5 separate regions of the Mus musculus genome follow, and regions 2, 3, 4 and 5 are each linked to region 1. Evidence: chromatin contacts called from public HiChIP or PLAC-seq and promoter capture Hi-C data. All regions are on one chromosome and are shown on one strand. Each heading gives the region's core, a stretch centred on a gene start, on an enhancer-like site or on the middle of the called end of the contact. The rest is flanking DNA. Distances are from core to core; before and after follow the strand shown. Region 1 holds the start of Six4 (sine oculis-related homeobox 4). Region 2 overlaps D830013O20Rik (RIKEN cDNA D830013O20 gene). Region 3 overlaps Slc38a6 (solute carrier family 38, member 6). Region 4 overlaps Mnat1 (menage a trois 1). Region 5 overlaps Mnat1 (menage a trois 1).

What was found. Promoter capture Hi-C pulls out the DNA fragments that hold promoters and counts their contacts. HiChIP or PLAC-seq counts read pairs in DNA pulled down with a chosen protein or histone mark.
Region 2: a contact with region 1 is called in an H3K4me3 HiChIP or PLAC-seq map of embryonic limb bud, with 3 times the contacts expected there. The contact joins the enhancer-like site here to the promoter of Six4 in region 1. A contact is called at or near these places in 8 of 39 promoter capture datasets (the 3T3-L1 cell line, the C10 cell line, the HPC-7 cell line and 5 more), 1 of 484 Hi-C or Micro-C datasets (embryonic stem cells), 8 of 115 datasets of contacts at active chromatin or transcription factors (the NIH/3T3 cell line, craniofacial prominence, embryonic limb bud and 3 more) and 2 of 9 other capture datasets (liver and pancreatic islet).
Region 3: a promoter capture Hi-C map of cranial neural crest shows a contact between it and region 1. The contact joins the enhancer-like site here to the promoter of Six4 in region 1. A contact is called at or near these places in 6 of 39 promoter capture datasets (the HPC-7 cell line, cranial neural crest, embryonic stem cells and 3 more), 12 of 115 datasets of contacts at active chromatin or transcription factors (the 230-238 cell line, craniofacial prominence, embryonic forebrain and 9 more) and 4 of 9 other capture datasets (adipose tissue, liver, macrophages and 1 more).
Region 4: an H3K4me3 HiChIP or PLAC-seq map of embryonic limb bud shows a contact between it and region 1, with 2.9 times the contacts expected there. The contact joins the enhancer-like site here to the promoter of Six4 in region 1. A contact is called at or near these places in 4 of 39 promoter capture datasets (the 3T3-L1 cell line, 3T3-L1-derived adipocytes, the HPC-7 cell line and 1 more), 1 of 15 datasets of contacts at CTCF or cohesin (the NIH/3T3 cell line), 4 of 484 Hi-C or Micro-C datasets (muscle stem cells, myocytes, neural progenitor cells and 1 more), 10 of 115 datasets of contacts at active chromatin or transcription factors (the 230-238 cell line, the SCID.adh cell line, bone marrow-derived macrophages and 6 more) and 3 of 9 other capture datasets (adipose tissue, liver and pancreatic islet).
Region 5: a contact with region 1 is called in an H3K4me3 HiChIP or PLAC-seq map of neural progenitor cells, with 35 read pairs. The contact joins the enhancer-like site here to the promoter of Six4 in region 1. A contact is called at or near these places in 4 of 39 promoter capture datasets (3T3-L1-derived adipocytes, the HPC-7 cell line, macrophages and 1 more), 1 of 15 datasets of contacts at CTCF or cohesin (the NIH/3T3 cell line), 1 of 484 Hi-C or Micro-C datasets (rod photoreceptor), 9 of 115 datasets of contacts at active chromatin or transcription factors (CD8 T cells, bone marrow-derived macrophages, craniofacial prominence and 5 more) and 3 of 9 other capture datasets (adipose tissue, liver and pancreatic islet).

Annotation. Positions count from the first base shown.
Region 1 is chr12:73,110,788-73,115,463 of GRCm38.p6, reverse strand. It overlaps Six4 (sine oculis-related homeobox 4), which reads left to right and starts at 2,219. Exons shown (of 3, transcript NM_011382.3): 1 at 2,219-3,121. The coding sequence starts at 2,280. It also overlaps a transcript of Mnat1 not described here.
Region 2 is chr12:73,365,626-73,370,301 of GRCm38.p6, reverse strand. The region is part of intron 3 of D830013O20Rik (RIKEN cDNA D830013O20 gene); the gene reads left to right. Among named protein-coding and RNA genes, the nearest start is that of Gm40442, 35 kb to the left of the region's middle. Within about 2 kb of position 2,636, at least 62 of the 459 cell types and tissues checked have an H3K27ac peak or open chromatin away from gene starts, as enhancers often do. A contact at or near this core is called in craniofacial prominence, embryonic limb bud, embryonic stem cells and 2 more, where this site is marked.
Region 3 is chr12:73,348,587-73,353,262 of GRCm38.p6, reverse strand. It overlaps Slc38a6 (solute carrier family 38, member 6), which reads right to left. Exons shown (of 16, transcript NM_001037717.3): 13 at 2,625-2,749; 14 at 1,368-1,512; 15 at 1,090-1,184; 16 at 1-806. The coding sequence ends at 726. Among named protein-coding and RNA genes, the nearest start is that of Gm40442, 52 kb to the left of the region's middle. Within about 2 kb of position 2,017, at least 23 of the 459 cell types and tissues checked have an H3K27ac peak or open chromatin away from gene starts, as enhancers often do. A contact at or near this core is called in craniofacial prominence, where this site is marked.
Region 4 is chr12:73,266,754-73,271,429 of GRCm38.p6, reverse strand. The region is part of intron 7 of Mnat1 (menage a trois 1); the gene reads right to left. It also overlaps a transcript of Trmt5 not described here. Among named protein-coding and RNA genes, the nearest start is that of Trmt5, 18 kb to the left of the region's middle. Within about 2 kb of position 2,734, at least 10 of the 459 cell types and tissues checked have an H3K27ac peak or open chromatin away from gene starts, as enhancers often do. A contact at or near this core is called in embryonic limb bud, where this site is marked.
Region 5 is chr12:73,239,557-73,244,232 of GRCm38.p6, reverse strand. The region is part of intron 7 of Mnat1 (menage a trois 1); the gene reads right to left. Among named protein-coding and RNA genes, the nearest start is that of Trmt5, 45 kb to the left of the region's middle. Within about 2 kb of position 2,137, at least 62 of the 459 cell types and tissues checked have an H3K27ac peak or open chromatin away from gene starts, as enhancers often do. A contact at or near this core is called in neural progenitor cells and stem cell-derived neural progenitor cells, where this site is marked.

The DNA.
Region 1 (4,676 bases), core at 970-3,469:
CTGACCGTGCAAAGGTGCTTGCCATTAAGCCTCACAGTTCACCTGAGTTCAATCCCCAGCACCAATACAGTGGAAGAAGAGAATCAAAATCAGACAACCAACTCTCGAGTTGTCCTCTGACCTTCACACATGTGTCATGGCTGGCATGTGTGTTCTTGCATGTGCTCGCGCATGCACACACACACACAAATAAACATTTTAATGGAGAGCAGTTAGGTTATGTATCAAATATCTCAGCTAACCAAGAATAAAGTGGTAGAAAGAAAGAAAAAAGAAAAAAAGAGCCGGCGGTGGTGGCGCATGCCTTTAATCCCAGCACTTGGGAGGCAGAGGCAGGTGGATTTCTGAGTTTGAGGCCAGCCTGGTCTACAAAGTGAGTTCCAGGTCAGCTAGAGCTACACAGAGAAACCCTGTCTCGAAAAAACAAAAACACAAGAAAGAAAGAAAGAAAGAAAGAAAGAAAGAAAGAAAGAGAGAGAGAGAGAGAGAGAGAGAGAGAGAGAGAGAGAGAGGGAGAGAGAGGAAGGAAGGAAGGAAGGAAGGAAGGAAGGAAGGAAGGAAGGAAGGAAGGAAGGAAGAGAGAGAGAGAAAGGGAAAAGGAAAGGGAACAGGAAAAGGGAAGGGAAAAGGGAAGGGAAAAGGGAAGGGAAGGGAAGGGAAGGGAAGGGAAGGGAAGGGAAGGGAAGGGAAGGGAAGGGAAGGGAAGGGAAGGGAAGGGAAGGGAAGGGAAGGGAAGAAATGGGAAGAAAGCAAACCTCACCAAATTGAAGTGACAGCAGGTGACCTGAACAGCTGCCTGACAACATGCTGAAATAGGCAGTTATGAGTGACTGGGAAGCAGAAACACTACAAGGCCACCCTGAAGTAAAGGTTAGGGGGAGGACATTTAGCTGTTAAGAGTTTGAGAAGAAGCATATGCAAACAAATTCAACTGGCCCACAGTAGCCAGAGACAGGCTCACCATCCCTCTCTGAGCTAAGACCTCATGCAAACCATGAAGGACAGAATCCCAACTGAAGATAGCCACATTGCACCTCCTCCCTTCAGCCTCAACCCTGGCGGAGCAATCCTAGCAAGGGTTGCTGATTCTGTCCGGATCTCTTCCAATAGACCCGCATATAGAGATGGTGTTCTTCCCAGACCTATCTATCACCTTCAAAGAGAAACTATTTATCCATTCCAGCACCACATCGTGTGTGTGTGTGTGTGTGTGTGTGTGTGTATGTGTGTGTGTGTGTGTGTGTGTGTGTGTGTGTGTAGGGGGGTGCTGATGGTATCCACATTTTGAATGTTTCTACTATGGTAAATAGATTTATGCCCTAGTCCATTATAATTTAGCTCTCTTCTATACTACTTACCCAGTATAAACATCCAGGTTTATTTTCTATATGCTTATTTGTATTAGGTCCATCTCAGGGTTTCTGCCTTTTTTTTTTTTTAATGCTTCTTGCCTTTGTCATCTCGGTGGGCTACACACACTGCTCATTTCAAGGTTTTTCAAGATCTCCCCCTCCGGAATTTTCATTACTACCAATGCTTCTCTATCAGAGCATTCCTTAGTGCTGTTCTTGACTCTTGAATACACATCCTTAATAAAGACATCCCTTAGTTTGGGGGGTGGGGGGAGGAGGTGCTGGGGAGCTTCGGAATTAGTCTCTGAAGTTTTGTTATCTACATACTGAGGGTGGTCTCTTTGTTAAAATTTTAGCTGTCCAGACTTTAAGGTCACGCGATTAGTATTCCCTTGGGAATCACTGGGCCTTTCTTTGAAAGAGCTGTCCAATTTTCAGGCCACACTAAATAACTGCCCATTCAGAAGCTTGGCCAGAAAAGAATGTCGGTGTTTTCCGGCAGGTAAAGGTGCCTGGGGGTCAGGGAGAGAGGGAAAGGCAAGGGGTGGAGTGGGAGGCGGGTGATCGACAGGGATAGAAACGGTGTCTCCTCCTCCCACTGAATGCGAAATAGCCAATGGGGTGGCTCGGCCGGGCCGGCCGGGCGGCCAGTGCCATATAGTATGCAGCAACCGGAGGAGTCACGTTGGGGGAACGGCAGAAAGCAGCTATCCGTTTACACTACTTTGCTCTAGCAGCTATCTTAATGGTGACTGCGTGGCCTGGGGGAAACCTGATCGGCCAGATCCAGCCGAAACCGGGAGGGAGGGAGTGGGCTTTCCGGAGGGGGGAGGGGGAGGGAGGCGAAGAAGGAGGAGTAAGAGAGGGGGAAAGAAAGAGGAAAAGAGTGCGAGGGAGTGAGGGAGGGAGGAAAATAAACAACAAAAAATGTCCTCTTCCTCCCCCACCGGGCAGATTGCAAGTGCGGCGGACATCAAGCAGGAGAATGGGATGGAAAGCGCCTCGGAAGGACAGGAGGCGCACCGAGAAGTGGCGGGGGGCGCGGCGGCTGGGCTGAGCCCCCCGGCTCCAGCTCCTTTCCCCCTGGAGCCGGGGGACGCCGCGGCTGCCTCCAGGGTAAGCCGGGAGGAAGGGGCAGCGGCGGCGGGAGCGGCAGATCAGGTACAACTCCACTCGGAACTTCTGGGCAGGCACCAGCACGCAGCCGCCGCGCAGCCCCCACTGGCCTTCTCGCCGGACCATGTCGCCTGCGTGTGCGAGGCGTTGCAGCAGGGGGGCAACCTGGACCGCCTGGCCCGGTTTCTTTGGTCCCTGCCCCAGAGCGATCTGCTACGTGGCAACGAGAGCCTTCTGAAGGCGCGAGCGCTCGTGGCCTTCCACCAGGGCATCTACCCTGAGTTGTACAGCATCCTCGAGAGCCACAGCTTCGAGTCGGCCAACCATCCGCTGCTGCAGCAGCTCTGGTACAAGGCGCGCTACACCGAGGCCGAGCGAGCGCGCGGCCGGCCGCTGGGCGCCGTGGACAAGTACCGGCTGCGCAGGAAATTCCCCTTGCCCCGCACCATCTGGGACGGCGAGGAGACGGTGTATTGTTTCAAGGAGAAGTCGCGCAACGCGCTCAAGGAGCTCTACAAGCAGAATCGCTACCCCTCGCCGGCTGAGAAGCGGCACCTGGCCAAGATCACCGGCCTCTCCCTCACCCAGGTCAGCAACTGGTTCAAGAACCGGCGGCAGCGTGACCGAAACCCCTCCGAGACCCAGTCCAAAAGGTGAGCGCCAACTTTCCTCCTCCCCCTTCCTCCCCCCACCCTTTCCCAGCTTTCTTTTCCTCCTAGCGCTCGAAAACATGGCGCTTACCTTCCCCACCAGCCTGGTCCGGCTGCCCACCTCTCCCCGCCCCCCACCTCGCTTCCCTACCGGGGTGGTAGGGGGGACGACGGTGGCAACGAGCGGGCGGGGGATCCTCCCTCCTAACCCTCCCCCTCCTGCCCCCAGAAGTTTCTGGTCGCCCTCTTAGGTCCAGTCCCCGCCCCCACCTCGGCTGGTCACTGCTGCCCGGCTTCCCACCCCCATCCTGCTGCCTTTGAAGTTGCCACTCTCGCCTTGGTTCTTTTAGGGAATGTGTGCGCACGCTGCCGGCAAGGCTGCTCTCACGGCAGCTCTGGGCCCGCAGGGGCTGCCGGCGCCGGCCGGGGTCCCTGCCTCCGCGGGGTTACCCGGAGCCTGGAGTGCGCACACGCTCCAGGGTACCCAGGGTTCGACTGAAGCCCGGGCTTGCCCTGGAGGTCACCAGGGGCTCTCTGGAAGGAAAAGGAGAGTTAATGGAGACTAGTGGCTCAGATGGGGTCTGGGGACGTCGAGGCTTTAATATGACAGAGTTAATCATTTACCCTGCCCGCCGCGGTTCCCATCGCTGCTAGGGCAGCGTGGGGTGTGGGTGCTGCTCGTCTCTGCGGTGTTTTGAAACCTGATTCTGAACAACTTCGGATCGGGTTACAGTGCCTCAGAGGTGGCAGGACTGAAGGACAGTTTCTTGGACCCCCTAACACAGCATGATCCCCTACTGACTTTGGGAATAGGAGACAAGCCGGCTGGCATAAGGTGGGCAGCAGGAAAGAAGTAGGGGAGCTATCCACTCAGTCCTCCTTCAGCCATCCTACACACACACAGACCCACACACACTCTCTCTCTCTCTCTCTCTCTTTCGTATAAAATGCAGGGTTTTTGTTTTGTTTTGTTTTGTTCTTCTCTTTTGTGTCTGCTAGAGTCAGACCCTTGGCTGTGTGTGGGTGTTTGTGTGTGTGGGTGTGTTGTTGTTTAGGTGTGTAGTGGTTGTTGTTGCTGCTGCTGCTGCTGCTGCTGCTGCTGTTGTTGTTGTTGTTGTTGTTGTTGTAAGGGTAAAGTAAGCAGAAGGTTGATGGCCCCCTCCCCGCGGGGATTGGGGAGAAGAGAATCAAAATGCAGTTCAAATGTTTTGCTCTGGGAAGGAACCCGGGAGCCATGGAAGCAGCCAGCCTGGGCCAGGTGAAGGTGATCACCCTGCGCATTCCAGAGCCCTCCCTCGCTACTATGCCCTGCGCCCGGGTGGAGCTGGAGGCCCACAGCTCACCCCAGGCAGGGAGAGAGGCGCACTGTGCAGCCCTGACCCTTGTTGCGGGTAACCATAAACAAAACATGCCGGGCGACCTGCGAGCACCCTCTCCGTCTTGAGAGAGGGGGCGACCCGAAGAAAGAGCACTGGTTAGGAGACCCCACCTACCCCGGAGTGCTCTGCAGATGGACTGAAGGAATCTCCTAGGCACTGGGTAGGAAGCCGGTGGCACA
Region 2 (4,676 bases), core at 1,387-3,886, 250 kb before region 1:
TGGGAAGCTGGTGAACACAGCATCCCGTAAGAAAGTTTAACGAAAGACCTTATAAAAAGTACTAAGCAAGATTTAGCAGAATCATCAAAGGATGTAGAATAATGCATTGATTTGATAAATACTGATGTAGCCAAATACTACAGAGCAAATAGCTTTTAAAAAACAAAAACAAAACAAAAACAAAAACAAAACCCAGACACTTCCTCTCAGGTCCAGGGATTACTTCAGTTCAAAGTTTTAGAAGGTTTTGTTTCTCCTGGTCCGCAGAGAGCCACCATCTCATCATGTCCTCATAGGTCTTTCCTCTGTGACTACCTTCCGTTTCTTCCTCTCATAAGGACAACAGTCACTCTAAGTTAGGACTTGCCACAGGCTCTTATTTTAATTTAATGACCTCTCTACAGGTCCTATCTAAATATGCTGTGTTCTGAGGTGTGCCGGTTCGTTTCAACATACAAATATGAGTAAGGCGTAAGGGTGAGCACCTATAATCTCAGGATCCCGAAGCTCGAGGCAGGAGGATTTCCATGATTTCAAGCTACATAGCAAAACCCTTTTCAAACAAACAAACAAACAAACAAACAAACAGCAAAACAAAACCACCACCAACAACAAAAACATTTTAAACCCGGTGTGGTGGCTCACGCCTTTAATCCCAGCACTCGGGAGGCAGAGGCAGGCAGATTTCTGAGTTTGAGGCCAGCCTGGTCTACAGAGTAAGTTCCAGGACAGCCAGGGCTATACAGGAAAACCCTGTCTCGAAAAACCAAAAAAAAAAAAAAAAAAAAAAAAAAAACCCAAAACAAACAAAAGCCAGTGGAGAGCCAGGGGTGAAGGAGCCACAGACACAGTCTACTTAGGTGAGTCTCCTGGGCTGAGAGCAGGAGGAAGAGGGTGGGGAGCACGTGATAGAGCTAAGTTTGCAGCAGGGTTCCCAAACAGAACACTCAACCAAGGTGAATTGTGCTCCGTGAGAAGGGCCCATAATAGCCTGCTTTTCAAGGGTTTGTGGCTATGTTCCAAGGTGAGAGAACACATAGATTGCAGCTTGATCCTCAGGAGACATCTGACGGACTTCAGCAGGGTCTTCCAAAGGTGGGAGTCAGGATAGTCTTCAAGACTACTCAAAAGGAATGCAGGGAAACTGTGGTATGACCTGGGCCCCACCCCCTTCCTCAGGGCACTTTCAGCTTACTATGTCCACAACTGTACCTAGGTGCAGGCAGTTTCCCCTTGAGGTCCACGCTGCCCTCTCTGATTGGAGTGTCTACCATACTCCTTCCCACTGACTGGCTCTGGCTTACCCTTTCCGAGGGGTACCACTCTCTCAGGTGCTCCCATCAGTTACCTTTTCAAGGTGTTCTCGGAGCTACCACATGACATAGTACAATAATAAATGACAGGGTGGCTATCCATATATTGCAAACACTTCAGTGTCTTGCATAGGAAACTAGCTTTGGTGACAGTGAAGGGGGCTGGTCTCCATTCTCCCACCTGAGCAAACCCTGAGGAGACTGAACTGCTATTTAAATGCATACTAGCTAGCAGAGGGGACAAGGACACAGGGGACGGTGACTCTGACAGGAAGTATCAAGCAGCATCATTGTAAACACCTTTGTGCCACATCCCAGGGACTCAGCCTGCCTTGTTAGCTTGTACCACTGAAGATTCGGAATCACACAGCCTACCGGGTGGTCCAGAACCCAGTCTTGGGGGTCAGTCAGTCTTCTTCCTGAGTCCTGTCAGCGCTGACATTGTCCCTGAATCTGTTCTATCACCTTAAAGAAGGCAAAGGATAAGCTTTCTGTGTTAGAGTGTCGTGAGAGGGCAGGGAGCTGATAACAGACAGTAAGGACTCAGTAATGGTTGCTCTGCTTATTTTATTGACAGAAGCATTTTGGCCGTTCGGAAGAGAAATTACCATAAGCTAGGTGGTCAGGGAGGGCTCCATGGAACATGAGACTTGAATGGGCCTGAGAAGATGGTTTGGGATTTCTATAGGAAATGAGGAGAGAGATAGGTTTCATGATGACCACAAACACAAGACTGGCTGGTCTAGACCCTGTTCCAAGTACTTTGGTTTCTACCCTTTCATCAGGCATCCTGGCTTAGGTAGCAGCCCCTCCCAGGCCTGCCTCCAGGTCTGGCGATTTCCCCTCCTCTCTGAAACCCCTGTGATTTGCTACATGCCATGTGGCCTTCTAATTCCATCCCAAGGCTCCAGAGGTGCAGATCTGCAAACCAGCATGATTAGCCACCCTTGCTGGCTTCCCATTCAGCATATAAATCTAGTGCCTGGGATTACCTCATGCCAGAAACCCGACAGCCAAGTCAGATGGTTTAGGCATTAATAGCAGTGAGTGCTGCAGAGACTCAACAATGCAAACCTTCCCAAAATGAACCATCCTGACCTCCCTCGCGCTGACAATGCGTGTGTGACATCATGTGTAAATGAGCCTTAAATTTGAACCAGGTGCTGAGAGCTGTCTGGCGTCTCCTGGCTGCTGTATTAACCACGAACATGCACAAGAGGATTCCGAGGCAGTAAAATGGAGCGGGACCAATGGCAATGACCAGGGCTGAGCGCGGCAGCTGTGGCGATGAACATTCAAATCACACCCACGCGGTCGGGCCCAGGGCCCCCAGCCCCTGTAAGGCGCATTTCCGGAGGGCCGGGGAGCCCAGGGAATTTGGCTGCCTTCACTCAGAGGGTAAAGCTTCCCATGCAAATCAGACCACTGGACTTGCTTCCCAGGCCTGCTTCAGAGCTCTGGTTCCATTTGCATCCCGAGGGCAGGACTTGGCGTGCCAAAGCACAGCCCGACACAGCAGTTAGTCAAGGGCCTAGAAGGCTGTCACTCACAGGTATGCAGAGCCCCGGATGTGTTTTTGGAAGACCCAATTTGCTTTCAAACAAGAGTTGGCTTTGAGTCCCCCGATGCTGTGATTCTCACCAGGTTGGGACCTGGAGATAAAGGTGCCTTTGTTCACCTGGCACCACAGACTCCCTTGATGGGGCCTCTCCCCACGACTCATCATGTGTCTTAAAGGCTCTGGAACACTAACATCTGGAGGAATTGAATTAGGTGTGCAAAATGGTTGCAATGTCCCAACCACTGTTAGTCGTGGGTAGGAGAGAGGAGTAAAAACGTATTGGGGAGAAATAGTTCTTAAAAAGTAAGCCAGAAAAATGTAAAATGGTTTTTGCAGGCTTTGTTTTTTTTTTTTTTTTAAGTGTTTCCTGTTCATAATGCCCGACCCCAGACTAGTAACAGCACAGCTTGAGTTCTGATTCACTAATAAACCCACAGAAGCCAGAAACAGGAAGGAGAGAAACCCGGATACAGAGTAATTCTTTCTTAGTGGGGATCTGGGAGAAGCCCTACATACCCTGATGAAAAGTGGGGCCAAAGAAAGATGGCGGTCTGCATCCTACATTTCCTGTTTGAATTCCAGGTTCAAAGAATCCTTTCTCGCTTAGAAGGATGACTCTCCCGAGGGCACTGTGCTGCCCTGTGAAGTCTCTGGTTTGGGAGAGGGTTGAAGTGAAGGTGGGTAGCAGGTCTTTAATGGAGACAGAAAGGGCAGGGGTAGAACCCTTCCTGAAGGTCACGTTATTTTCTATAAAGAAATGAACTGTATATTCAACACATCAGAGTTAGGTTTTCAAAGGGAAGGAGTAAGCTACGTAAGGCTTGGAAATTCTTCCAGAGGAGGCGAGTGCGGGGTTTGATGGACAGTAAGAGTTATAAAGAGAAACACAAAGGCAACTGGATGAGTGTGGAGGCAGAGTTCACGGGAACCCCCTTTGTAATAGGACCTCAGGCTGAGCTAGATCACCTAAAACTCCAGACAAGGTCCTCACATCCACCAGCTTTAAGGCCTGAGAAAAAAATTAAGTATAGGTTTTGACATGGCCAGCCCTTGAAGGCTAATAGTGCTTCTTTTGGAAGATGACAGTGGTGTTCAATGCACAGGTGACTTCCCCTTCTGTTTTTTTAAAATCAGGTATTGTTCTACAGCCTTCGATGAAACTTGTCTCCTGCTTGAACAAAGTTCAAGTTAAGTTTGGCTTCCAGAAGTCTCCAACACCTGGCTCCCTCCCTCCTGCGTGCCTTCTGCTGCTGCACACATCTTTGCTGCTAGACACATTTTTCTCACTTTAAACTATACCTTGTAGTTTCCTTTGCTTTTGGTAATATTCACTCTGCAAGCAAAAGCCCTTCCTCTTCCTCTCAGTTCCCTTCCAGTTATCTTTCAATTTTATACCAGCTGTTACTTCTGCCACATTTTCATTCCTACTCCAGGAGGCAGGGAGCTCAGACCTCTGTGGACCTTCCCAATGGAACTTTTAACATTCTTCTTACACACACACACCTATATGTGTATGTGTATATGTATGTGTATATGTATGTGTGTGTGTATATATATATATATATATATGTTCTTTTTTCCAGCAAGCACCCATGAGGGACCTAGTGTTTACATGGGCCATGCAACAGACAAACTCTGCCCTTTAAGAATACTATCCTAGTATTTCGTACAGGTTGCCTCCATTGAATTATAAGCAACTAAAAAACAAATCCTAGACTTAGCAACATATACCTGTCATGTGCCTCGGTGACAGTGGAGTCCATCCACTCATAACCCTTCATAAAGGTCGGGCAGAGCACAGT
Region 3 (4,676 bases), core at 768-3,267, 240 kb before region 1:
TCTGTATAGCCCTGGCTGTCCTGGAACTCACTTTGTAGACCAGGCTGGCCTCGAACTCAGAAATCCGCCTGCCTCTGCCTCCCGAGTGCTGCCCAGTTACTTATTGGGCAGCAGCCCCACCCACCCCACCCCCAACCCCCAGGGCTGCTTTCCCTTTCAACCTACATTGCTGGATAACTTTCTCCTGCAGCTCTTAAATCTGATCCCTTTCCCCCTCAATCATGGCGATTCTTCTCTCCCCCTCTCTGTCCCTTGCCCGTACAATCTAAAAGTCCCACCTCCATTTTTCTGTCCAGCCATTGGCAATTTTTTTTTTTTTTGTAAATTATCAATTGAAGCCAGCTGAGGACAGGGACCCTCAGGCCTGGAAGCCAGGCTTTGGGAACCAAATTAAGACCTTTGTCTTAGAACCAAATCCCAATAGCAGACTGCTGTGAGTTCAAGGCCAGCTTGGTCTACACAGCTAGGTCCTGCTTCAGACACAGAACAAAACACAGAAAATGAAACTTCCAAACAAAAGAGTGACTCTGCACATTTAAGAACATTTCAAGTATTTTGAGTATTTCTAATTTTGGTTAAAATTAAAATGGCTAAATTCCTATTGCTGCTCTGTCCGGCTTCCCTATTAACAGTTTTCCTGAGTGTAATTTTCATATATGGCACCTTCCACAATGATCCCTTCTTGTTTATAGAGAGGTAAGTTAGTCTTCATAATAAAAACTTTTTCATTTGTTGACCCAGTCAAAAATGATGAGCACTAAACTGAAGCTTCCGACCACAGCGCCTGTGAGGAGCAGGAACAAAGCCTGTGGAGACAGAAGAGATGCTGAGTGTGAGCCTCCGTCCTCTCCACTGCGGACTTTCATTCAGTGTCAGTACATGGGGTCTCAAGCTGTGGCTCAGGCTAGCCTTGAACACTCAGCAATCCTCCTGCCTCAATCCCCTAAGAGCTGGGATTACAAGCATGAGCCATCATGCCAGACTCTAAAATGAACTTTGTAAATTAAGATATTCTGTCTTCTTAGATACAGTAATAAACACACTATTCCTTAAAATAGAAGCCTTTTTAAACAGTTGGAAACAACCTACCCCAAGCTTTTTCCAGGAGAGGAAGTCCTCTCGGCTGAGTTTAAGATAAAATAACCCTGGGAACACAAAAATCAAGCATGTCGATGTGCTGGCGCCTGGAGAGGAAGAAACAGGCCGTGTGAGCTCAGCTGAGAGAGTGATGACTTTATTACCCCTCTGGCTTTTGTGGGGCTGGAGACCAAACCTGAGGAGCCCACCCGTGCTGGGAGACGCTCTTCCACTGATGAAACATCCCCGTCCCCTTTACTACATGGGTTTTTTTAAAGTGGGAAACTTACCAACCACACCAAATACATTTCTAATGTCCGGGACATAGATGGCGAGCACCACGATGATGGCGTTGAGCGCTGCTGTGGTCAGGGAATGTCGGATCCAGGAGAACGGGTAATTGGAGAACAGGATCATCATTAAAGCTTTCCTGGCCTAAGAGCAGGGGAAGGAGGTCAGGCGAAGGGTGGAGGATGGAGGGCACAGCACTTGCTTAGAGGAGCACATGTACAGTAACCATAATATTATTACCCCAAATCATTTGTATTCCCCAGACACAGCATAAACTGTCATTATGCGGTGTTTTTATTCTCATAAACCTTTCTGAGAGAGTGTCATAAAAATTATTTTTCTTAAATTCCACACAAAGTTTCACAGGCGATTTTTCCAGAAAATATAATTTAAAGAATTACAAGCCATAACACTGCGTTACGAAATCACAAAGAACAACTTTCATTAAATTCAACAGACAAACTTTCAAGCATAAAAAAACAAAACATGGCATGGAAGAGAAACACCATTTTCTGTTTTGTTTTGTTATCTGTTCCATGGTGTGGAATGCAAAAGCATTCCCACATCTTCCACTGCCAGGGCAGACCACTGGCAGCCACAGCCCACACGTTTCTGCAGCCCCGGCCGGACCCCTGACCCTGCGGTCTCACAGGGAGGGCAAGGATTCCTGCAGGTCCCGTCTGTAAGAACTCATGTGAGTTCAAGACACCCAGGCAGAAGCCTTTCTACCCAAAGCTGTTGTTTTCATTTTCACGGAAATTCTTCAGATTCTTCTGTGCAGCGACTGGATGCAGAATGGGAATCTGCTCTGCCTCCTAAATCTTAGAGCGAGTATAAAGCCTTAGAGTGAACCAGCTTCCCCTATGGGAAGAGGCTGTAGACCAAGAAGAGCTTATTTTTGCTGAATCGACTTTCTCTTCTTTGTGCACATTCTTTTGAAAACAGAATATAGGAAGACACCACCCCCTGCAACCCTAAAACTTTAGAACTATAGTTTCTAAATTGGAAACAAAACTGAGGGAGAGGTAAATCTAAAGGGAACCTCAGAGAGCACAGATTAGCGTCCGTCGAGGCTCACTGTTATTTCTGTGCTTTCATGGGACCATGTGCTAGTATGAGGTCTTGGATCAATTACCTGACAAATGAATAAGATACACAAGGCTAGATGTGATTCAGAGGTTCTGGTCTGCAAAGCATTAGTGTTGCCATATTAGGGAGCCACGACACTAAGCAACAAAACCTTTAGGCATACTTACAGGGAAGTGGATTAGAGGGGCTGTCAGAAGCACGGCGAATAGTATGCACAACTTCACAGCCATGACAATAACATCATGTGGCAAGTATTTACTATAACCTTGTAGCAATTCTGACTCCACTTTGTCTGTAAATAAATTAAAACAACAACAGCAGCAGCAATCAGGGTCGAATAATAAACTTTGTACCACTATGCCAATAATACCAAAGTTATTTTCTGTTGCATTACTGGTTTATACTAGGCTTGGATACCATTCTGAAATTAGTTTCTGGCCTTTTTCTCTCTGTACTAGGAAATACAAAGATACTAAGCATGTCCTGAGATGTATGCTACTTTCTGACATGTATTACAGAGTTGACTTCCTTATTTGGGGGTGTCTGAGCCATTGCACATATGTGGAGCTCAGAGGACATGTGGGACCTGGTTCTGGGACCAAACTTGGTTCACTGAGCTTGGTGGCAAGGGCTTTCACCTTCTGGGACATCTTGCCAGCCCATGTAAATGCTTTTGTATTCTTTTAAGAAATTTTTAATCAGTACACACAGGATCTTCAAAATTACGACTAAAACAATTAACAATATCTCTTTAACCAGGTGTGGTGGTGCATGGCTGTAATCACAACTATGGGGAGGCAGAGGCAGAGAGGCAGAGAGGCAGAGAGGCAGAGGAATCTTTGTGAGTTTGAGGCTAGTCTGGCCTACTTATCAATGTTCGAGGCCAGTGAGACCTAATCACAAAAACAAAGTAAAATGAAACACAAAACAGAAACCAAAGCAAACTCCTTAGAACTTGTCCATACTGTTAAGGAAAGGGTTTACACACTTGTGCCTATAAAGTGCTTACATGTGCACTGGTGAATTTGGTCACCATAGCAATATGAGATATGAAGGCTCAAGAGTGCCAGGCAGTCTGCCTAAGAGCACACTGTGTGGGGTAGGCAGAGCACCCCACGCTTGTGATATAGTGACCCCTCACCACCAGTGTTTCTCAGATTCCACGATGTCCTGTGCAGGACACACTCCAGGGATTGCTTACACTTCTGCAGAGTGTTTTGTGTACAGTATCAGCTCTGTCCATTTCCATCTTGCGTAAAAGAAAGAATGAAGGGTCAAGAAAATGGCTTGCTTAGTAAATCAGGTCCATTCAGAGATAGGACTGAGAGAAGCCAACCAGGCTCTCTACCTGGTAGCTTCCTTCCATTCGCACTGTTCCCCTCACCCAGGTCACCTAAGAACAATGATGGTGTTCAACCACACCTCAGGACCTCTAGACAAAGATCAGTTTAGACTTAAAATAGGACAGAGTTTTTAAATCCCACAGACTGGGATGTCGGGCTGTATAGAAGAGAAGAAAGTGTGCGGGACAGGACTTCATTACTCCTCATTCTTCTGACTAGCTCTGGCCACTGTGCCTTCCAGGCTAGAGACTGGAACCCCCAACTGTGAGCCAGAGTAAACCCTTCTCCCTCAGGCTGCTTGGCACCTCATGCATTTTGTTGCAGCAATGAGGAATGTAACTAAGATAGAAAGAGGAGTGTATTATGATCTGAACTACATACAAGCACAGAGTGGACAAAAAATATCAGAAACACAAACACAGAAAATCAGTGCCATAATCACTAAAGTAACAGAGGCTCTGAACCAGGCTAGCAACCACAGGCACAGGAGAGGATGGTGAACCAGGCTAGCAACCACAGGCACAGGAGAGGATGGTGAACCAGGCTAGCAACCACAGGCACAGGAGAGGATGGTGAACCAGGCTAGCAACCACAGGCACAGGAGAGGATGGTGAACCAGGCTAGCAACCACAGGCACAGGAGAGGATGGTGAACCAGGCTAGCAACCACAGGCACAGGAGAGGATGGTGAACCAGGCTAGCAACCACAGGCACAGGAGAGGATGGTGAACCAGGCTAGCAACCACAGGCACAGGAGAGGATGGTGAACCAGGCTAGCAACCACAGGCACAGGAGAGGATGGTGAACCAGGCTAGCAACCACAGGCACAGGAGAGGATGGTGAACCAGGCTAGCAACCACAGGCACAGGAGAGGATG
Region 4 (4,676 bases), core at 1,485-3,984, 160 kb before region 1:
TTCAGAATTACAGGTACGATAAATGAATAAATCAGGAAGCAGGACATTTTAATAGCTTGGAACCTTTTCTACTTATTCATTCAAACTTCCTGTGTGTCAAGATCTTAATGCATGAGCAACTTCCTATTTCTAACATAATAACAAGTCAGTTTTTTGTTTGTGCATATGTTTTAATAAGCTTGTATGATTAAGACATGTATGGCAACTTAAGGGACCAAATAGAAGACGCTGTCAAAATGAGACAGGTCAAACTCCTGGAATTGGCTATAATTTATTCACACTGCCACAAATCATGGTCTTAACTCAAATCTTTGCTTTTCTGCCAAGGGGTAAAAGTCAAAGGAGAAAGAAATAAATGTTTATTGAGCAAAAATTTAAAACTATTTGGGTAGTATATTTATAGCATACAAGTTATTTGTACATCTACCCTCAAAGCTTATTTATAAATTATAACAAATATTAGTAATGGATACTCTATATCATACTACAGGATCATATGAAATGTATAGAAATGAAAACCTGAAGAGATAAAATGAAGCATGAATCATGCCATGCTACCCGCCTCTGAGGATGCATCCGACTTCAGAAACTGTTAGGTGTCGCTGATGAGCTCCAGGTAGAGCCTTAAGTCTCACAGGAGCTGGACAGGAATGGACTGAATCTACACATAACTACAATGTTATTTTCTTATTACTCTCCCAGAGCACAATAAAATGCCAGCTGTTAGGATTCTGCTGGTTAGGGCAGGGTATGGTAATGCTTGCCTTTAATCTCAGCACTCAAGAGGCAGAGGCAAGCAGATCTCTGAGTTTGAGGCCAGCCTGGTCTACAGAGTGTGTCCAGGACAGCCAGTGCTACACAGACCCTGTCCCCCCCCCAAAAAAAGGGCAAACAAAACAACCCCAAAAGGATTTCTATCAACAAACAAAGCACATGGTGAGCTGCCTCAGAAACTCTAACTCTACTCCTTATACCGCAAACTCAATGCTAACCACACGAGTAAGTAATGGAATTTAAATCCTCCCATTTTTGACTTGTGTTTTAGCTGATTTTTATTCACAAACCGAATAATGGCACATTACTCTCTTCCCAGATCCTGAAAAGAAAGGTCCCATTTGGTTCAGACCCAGTAGAATCCAAGCACTGCAGTATTTGTCAACAGTCAGAAAACAACTGTCACAAATGGAATTGGCTCTCCCAGCTGTAATAAAAGTCCATGTGCAGCTAACTATTGATTCACGGCATTTGGTCTGGCTTGCTTCTGGGAAAGTTGAGTCACAGCATCCTGGCTTGGCAAGTCCAGTACACACACTTGCAGTGTGCATCCAGCGTTTTATATGCTACGCAGAGAAGCCTGAAACAGCTGCACAGCTGGCAGGCAAGCCCAGACCCCGTAAAATACCTAAAACAGTTGCATCTTCTAATTTATGATGGTGCACTGTTTCCATAAAGAGTATATAAAACAGTTCAGCTTTTATAAGGAAAATGTAATAAACAGTCATACTCATTGAGGCCATAAATGCATTTTTTAAAAGTTTATCTAAAATGATTAATTAGTGTTTGAAAATAGTACTTCTTGAACAGTCATAATCCAATGCAGTGAGCAAATATTGTTAAAGTTGAGTTATTAACGGTAAGTTGTGTGATTCTCATTGCCAAAATAAGTCAATTAAAGTTTCTTTGCATAGCACTGAAGACTGCGCATTCCCCTGTGCAGTCACTCACACTGAGCATGTCTGGCCGGGGTCTTTAAGAGTCCTCCCTACTTAGATTGCTCTTTTTGATCTCCAGAACTGCACAAAACTTTTACTGTTAATTGTTTCAAAATATTTGAACCAAGGCAATCTATATTAATTCCATTTAGAAATATAGTTGATCTTACTATTTGGTTGTAGGGTTTTGTTTCTTGGTGTTTTATTCACTGTTTAAATCCTTTAATAATTCTGGTATACCGAAGCTCTTTAAGGATCTGCCACACTAGAGCCAGATGTCAAGAACTTAGGGGTTTGCCTACTTCCCCGCCTGCCTCCACACCTGTTTTTTCTTCTGTGATCATTATAAATGACATCTCTTGGGACTATGTCAGAGGTCAACAACATTTAATGTATAATTTTATAGAACAAAACAAGAAATATATCTTATGCAAATTCATTTCGAGAAATCAAGCTTTCTGGGTCCTGGACATAATAGCTCTACTTAGCCAATGCCAAGACACTAGTTGTGCTTTTCGTGGCTTTATTTTAAATATCTATTAAGTCTTATACATAGAAACCAGTGTGGGATTGCTTATTTTGGTAGCTATAGCCCTATTTTTACTGAAAACAGACTAAATTTAATTTTTTAAAAAATCAGTATTTTCTTAATAAAGTGTAACAGTATACTTTCAAAAGCGTTTATAATTCTTATATAGAGGACATCTTGAGCTCTAACTTTTGCATGGTCTGTCTAAAGTCACCTTCCTTTGCTACTATGCATCATAATCACTACCGGACTCTGGAGATGGAGGAGGAAAAATGAACAGTGGACCTTAGAGGAGAAAGGAGTTGAAACATTAGACTTGATGGGTTTTCTGGGCTTCAAGTTAAATCATCATTTTTCCATCTCCCTTTTAGCAGTTTTTACTCCCCAGTAGGTGGTATAATTACGCTTTGCTTCAGAAAGCCTTTGTTTCCTCAGGTCTGGGCTCCTCTTACCATTTCCTTTCCCCTCAGAGCCCTGCACTGACCATCTGGCAGACACCTTGGACTCAGCTCCTGCTGCTGCTGGTCAAACAGAGCTCCCAGGAAGGGCCAGAGTGCAGAGCAAGCCAGCAGTGCCACTACAAGCAGTGTCACAGCCTCTATGTGATAAACCCTGGAACATGCCCCTGGAACAAGTTTTAGAATTGAAATGGAAATAAAAATGGTTTCATATGAGTTGCTTCTCTTTTAAATTACTAGGCCCTGTTTCGACCTGCATTCCGAACTGGTTCAAAGTAAGAAAGGCCGTGAAGCCTGGAGAATAAGACCTGCTTCTTGCAGAACAGAGTGAGCTTTCCGCATGCTTCACTTTGAGACTGGCTCTTCCTACATTTCCAGGGATGGCCTCAAACTACTGAGTTCAAATGATCTTCCTGTCACAGGCTCATAGCTGTACCAGGCTGTAGGGCACCCATTTAAAGTTTGCATTTAACACCATGAGTTAACAGACCTGCCCCATACAGTTCTGTGCTCCGGATGTCAAGACTAAGCAAGAGCGCTTAGAAGTGTAAGGACTTCATCCCATGAGCTTGGATGGTCTTGCTGGTAGAACATGACTAAGATGTTCAAGGCCCTGGTTTCAATCCCGCGCACTGCACTACCCTATGGCCCACAATGTTTAGCCATAACTACACAATATTTTCATTGGACCAGGGAGATAACTTAGTCACTAAAGTGTTTGTTATGCAAGCTGAGGACCCAAGTTCGATTTCTGGCATACACATAAAAGATACGTGTGTTGTGATCCATATTTCAATCCCAGTGCTAAGAAGGTAGAGGCAGGAAGATGGGTGGAGCCAGCCTTGCTATCCTGGTGAGCCAGAGCAATGTGAGACCTGTTTTAAAAGAGGTGGCTGATGCTCCTGAGGATAATACACTGGCCACTACACGTGTACATGTAGGTATACCTACACCCACAGACACACATGCAACACTTCACAAAAACAACTAAAAACAACAACAATAGGGTACTCAGACTAGTGCTAAAATGCAACATTCTTTAAAACTAAATATATCACTTAACTAAATATATCCCTTAATGTGCTAGCCTAACTAAGCACAACAATAGAATAAGATTGAATGGATAACTGTATATGCAAAGATAAATGAAGAAGCTACTATGATTCCAATGCTGTCCAGAATTCTGCAGGTAGTCTGACTATAAAAGCACATGGCTTCATGAAGTCCAACCTAATAACATAACTTCCATGGATGGTTATCCCGTCACTCTTTATTGGTCTAGCCAGTGGATAAGGATTGAAGGTGAAAAAGAAGCTCAATAATAAAGCTGTTTCACATTTATACCAACATACTCAAGAGCAATTATGCCAGATGTCTAAGCCATCTCAAAAGCAAGGCTTAGCTCTGGAAATCCATAGGCACACCCACCAGGATTTACTACTCAGTCCAGACCGTTACACAGATTCTAACATCAGCTGAAGTAAACTACAATGTATTGCTACCCAAGGCTATACTATGCATTTTAGGATAAAGTAGCTCCCACTGTAAATTTATAATCATGTAATGCAACTAATGTTTCCTTGATTTGAGTATAAACTAAAGAACAGAGAAGCCCTGGCTATTTAAGTATGGTGGCAGTGTTGGATATCCCTACAGATTGACCTCTAAGGATAGATTCTGTATAAATAATAGACATAAACATAGGAATATCTTAAGAATTGGGCACTACGGTGTTCTGAATGTAGATTGTTCCCCACTGTATTTGAATACTTGGTCTCTGGTTAATGGTGCTGTTTTGGAAGAAGTTGTAGGGAGAGTTAACCTTTCAGGAGAATACACCATTGGGAATAAGCTTTCAGACTTCATATATTTGACACACGTCCTGGTTGCTCCCTCCTTGAGGTTAAGGTTGAGAGAATCTGATCTCTCAGCCACCTGCTTCTTGCTGTCATACATCCACACCATGATAAATTCTTA
Region 5 (4,676 bases), core at 888-3,387, 130 kb before region 1:
TTACTACACACAAAAACAAAAGCAAAACAGCCAACTTAACAAAATCTACCTGAATCAAAAATCCTTAGCATATGAAGTTAGCTATGATAGGTTTTATTGCTGTGAGAGTTATCACTGTAAGTCTCAGGCACTGGGGAAGCCAACCAACACTGTGACAGCAGTGTAACGGCTCTGCCCAAGGGATGGAATATAGATAAGACTAAGGCAGCCCCACCACTTGTGCCCACCACTCTGTGTGTGTGTGTGTGTGTGTGTGTGTGTGTGTGTGTGTGTGTGTGTTTGTGTGTTTGGAATAACAGGGACCTGTATTAGTTAGTTTTACACTGCTGTGACAAGACACTATGAGGAAGACGATTTGTACTAGAAAGGGTTTGTTTGGGCCTAAAGTCATCACTAATCCCAGCACTTGGGGGACAGAGGCAGGAGGATTTCTGTAAATTTGGGATTAGAATGAACAACATAGCAATTCCCAGGCCAAATAGAGCTACTTTAAGAAATTTTGTCTTTAAAAACAAAGGACAGGACTTTAATGAAATGTGAGTAAAAGTCTGTTGTTGTGATTTGGTGTTTTGGTTTTTTTTTTTAAGTAATGAGAATCTTAATGTTAGTGGCAAGGGAGAGAAAGTGGGGAGGGTGAAGTAAGCATAGTGCCTGCCTGCTTTTGGAAAGGAAAAAAAATTTTTTTTCCAGCTAAAGGTATTTGTCTTTTAAAAAGCAGTCAAGCGAAAAACAGAAGTGAAAGATTCATTTGAAATTATTAAATGAAGAGCAGTCTCTTTGCTGTGAAAACTTAATATGCTCTATTTAATAAACAGTGTGATGGGGCTGGATAATCTAAAAGATAAAGGCTTACTCAGCATGGTGGCACAATGCCTTAGATTCCCAAACTTGGGGGCAGAAGCTGGTGGATCAATATGAGTTTCAGGCCAGCCTGGTCTACAGAGTAAGGTCCAGGTCAGCCAGGGCTAGATAGTGAGACCCTGTCTCAACAACAGAAACAGTAGTGACCAAACGCCAATCTCCTGATCATCCAAAAGGAACCACCACCTAAAGGCAGCCACTGGGATCTAAGAGCCCCTTTCCTAAATGAAGCTATGATTTAAACACTAAGATAAGCTTACAAAAGTGGAAAGACACCAAATGACTGCAATGGATTATTTCAGACATAAATATGGCCAGGACTGGCTCTAGTCAACAAGTCCAGATCACAGCAATCGCCATAAATTAATGAAAACAGAAGCGGAAGGATAGAACACCACAGAGGTCTTCTCACACAAAAAAATATTTTGTGTCATTGCCTATTTTATTAAAATGGCACATTTATTTTAGGTCAACAACAAGCATAAACAGTGATAACTTATTCAAGGCGGTTCCCCCGTCACAATGTGACAATGAGTACAATTGATGCATCTACTCCACTCATCAATAACTTAACCACTTGAGCCAGAGACTAACTATTTGATCTTCTAAAAGCAGTGAATCATAAAGCAAGATGAAGAAAACAGTCTTGAAGACAGGAAAACTCAAGGCATTTGTACAAAGCAAAAATAAACATGTATGCTGGGGATGGGGGAAGTTTGTAGTTGAATATGAAACCAATGGAAAAGAGAACCGGACAGTGTGAAATTGGGAACAATAAAATTGGTAAGAACTACAAATATTCCAGAAACAGCAAAGTGTTAAACACAAGCCAATGTTCTAGTAACACCCAAGTTCTGTGACAACCGAATATAAAGTGTGAACAGCCTGCTGGGTTCCTCAGCATAAATAATGGGTTCTCGGTTACACGGCAAGACTGACATTGGGTTTGTTACAACTCCACAATCATAACACTTAATACTCATCTAAGATCAACTTTTTAAAAAGCACACACGCGCACGCACCCACACATGCACACACATGCACACACATGCACATTATGATGGATCAAATCCTTGAGTTGCACCCAGTGCTGAGAGTGAGCTTTGGGGGCACGTGTCTCCCAGTCTGCCTATTTTGGTCCAGCCTAGCAGCTGTGGCAAATGTTGGCGGTGCATCAGCAGGACGCAGCAGCTGCATGTGTTCTCTGGCAGCAGACTAAATGCAACGCTTGTCCTGACTGACTGAGAAGGCAGGCCCCAGCAGCTGCACCAGTCATTCAGATGTTTATTGTACTAGCTCACAAAGACGGTGTCTGGTGGTACATTCTAGAGACCGCACAGCTAAGGGAAGCCTCGTCTCTCTGGAAAGGGCATCTGAGAGCCATGCTGACAGTCAAGACAAAGCTTGGCGTCTTCCTTGCCACACCGTTTCCTGAAGCCAGCTACTGAGTCCTGAGGCAGAGGACTTTAAATCTCTAAAGACATCCTCTCAGGCCTGTGTTTAGTGCTTAGACTTCTCTTTCTTGAGCTTTAAAAATTTTTTTTCTTTTTTAAAAAAATCTTGGCCTTTCAAGCATGTCTTCCATATATACCATTCTAAAACATAAAGCTGACTACCCAACATGTCAGCTTTAAGCTCCCCACTCATACAGTGTAATTTTTCAGAGTCTAGTTATAGAAGTAGCAATGGAATTTCTATTTTGATCTAGGACACAGAAAAAAAAGGGAGCAGACAGTATTATTTCATCCAAGAGACTGTGATAGAAAACAAGATTCTTTGTGATCTGATCCTAACTAGTCTGTGATATTCTCTGCTAAGAACCCTGTGCTCTTGTTAGACTAAACTACTTACACTTCTCTCAAAGGCATCACACTCTTTCAAAACTGTTTCCCCCTAACTTCTGAGGTTCTGCACAGCCTTTCTCTGATGAATGGCCCTGTATGCTATTAGCACGCATTCAACCTTAAATGCAGAGCTCCAGTGTCCATTACTATGGTGTCTTGCTTGAGCCACTCCAGCATTATGCTATTCTATATACGTGACACACTCACTCTAGTCTATCAACAGCTGAGATGGGGGAGCCATAGCTGATAAGTCATAATCCTTGCCTACAGCATGTATTTCATGAGGAAGAAGATCTTGGTACTGGGCACTATCCACTATACTTATTAATTTCTCCACAGTTTAAAAAGTTAATTTCCAATCCTCTGTGCCTCAGGAGATTGGAGCGCGTCAACAAAGTGGCTCAGAGAGTGACAGTATTTGCCAGAAAACCTGACAACCTGAGTTATAGCCATAGAACCCACATGATAGACTGGAGGTTCTCAAGGTCTGGGTCACTACCCTTTGGAGGTCGAATGACTCCTTTTTACAAGGATTGATCGCCTAAGACCACTAGAAAACAGAGATATTTACATTACAATTCATAACAGTAGCAAAATTATATGAAGTAGCAACAAGAATAATTTTATGGTGGGGTCAGAGCACGTGACTAAGGGTTCAAGTTGACATGCTTTGCAGCATGCAGCGCACCCTAATATCTAGAAGAGAGATGGTGGAGAGGTGAGGTGACACGCTATGGTAAGTCTGGAGTGCAATGGAATAAAGAAACAAAGCTGGTGACAGACGTGTACTGAGGAAAGCTGACAACCTGTTGGAAACAGTCTAGAAAAAATTAATAATAATAATAATAATAATAATAATAATAAAGAATTGTTCAAAACCATCTTCAAGGAGGGCAACTTCCTAAGCAACTTTCAAAGAACTGATTGGCCTTAGTCTTTATTTCATAGCCAAAAGTAACACCACTTTAATGATCTCTACTTTTTGACCTGGAAAAGTAACTATAGAAATCAGTTTTGATTTAGCAAAACACACTGTATTTTTCTAACCTCTACATGCAAAACTTTGAAGTTTGAAGAAACAAAATGTAGACCTTTTGACATTAGAAGGTCAGGTGTTTGCTTGTTTGGGGTTGAATGTGGGTATTTCCCATCAAAATACTTAGTTGTTTGATTTTTTTTTCAAGTTTCAGATTTTTTGAAATTTCACATTTATTTCAAGATTTAATTATAAATTGACAGAAAAATATGAAATGCTTCCTTATTATTTTCACATTTTAACTTGGAAACATCTGGTGCAATGATTCATACATTTGTTTAGTCCCAGCTTCTTGGCAGAATTGTTGAATCCATGAGATAGAGACCAACCAGGGCAACAATATAATCAGATCTTATCTCAAAAAGGCAAATAAACACAAACAAACAAACAAAAGCATCCAACATTCTAAATTTCTCAGATTTAATATATATTTGAATATTCATTATTACCATTTAAGATAGGCTTAAAGCTACACATGAAAAGGCACAGCTTCCCAGAGCAGGGAAAAGTTTAGAACTCTATCCCACAGCTTGGCTCAGATGCATTAAAAATTACTAGGAACAGAAGGTTAAACACAGGACTCTAAGGAGTTCAGTGAGGAAAGGAATCCTTTCAGGAAATGGTACTGACAGTGGGGCATTTGTGGTGGTTTAAATAGGTTTGGCCCCATAGACTTCTGTTTGAATGCTTAGCCCATAAATAGTGGCACTATTAGGAGGTGTGGCCTTATTAGAGGAAGTGCATCACTGTGGTGGGGGGGCTTTGAGGTCTCATATGTATGCTCACGTCTGGCCAGTGTGGTCAGCCTCTTGGTGCCTTTGGATCAATATGTAGAACTCTTGGTTCCTCTAGCACCATGTCTGCCTGCACACTGTCAAACTTCCTCCAGTGATAATGGATTGAACCTCTAAAACTGTAAGCCAGCCTTTGTAAGA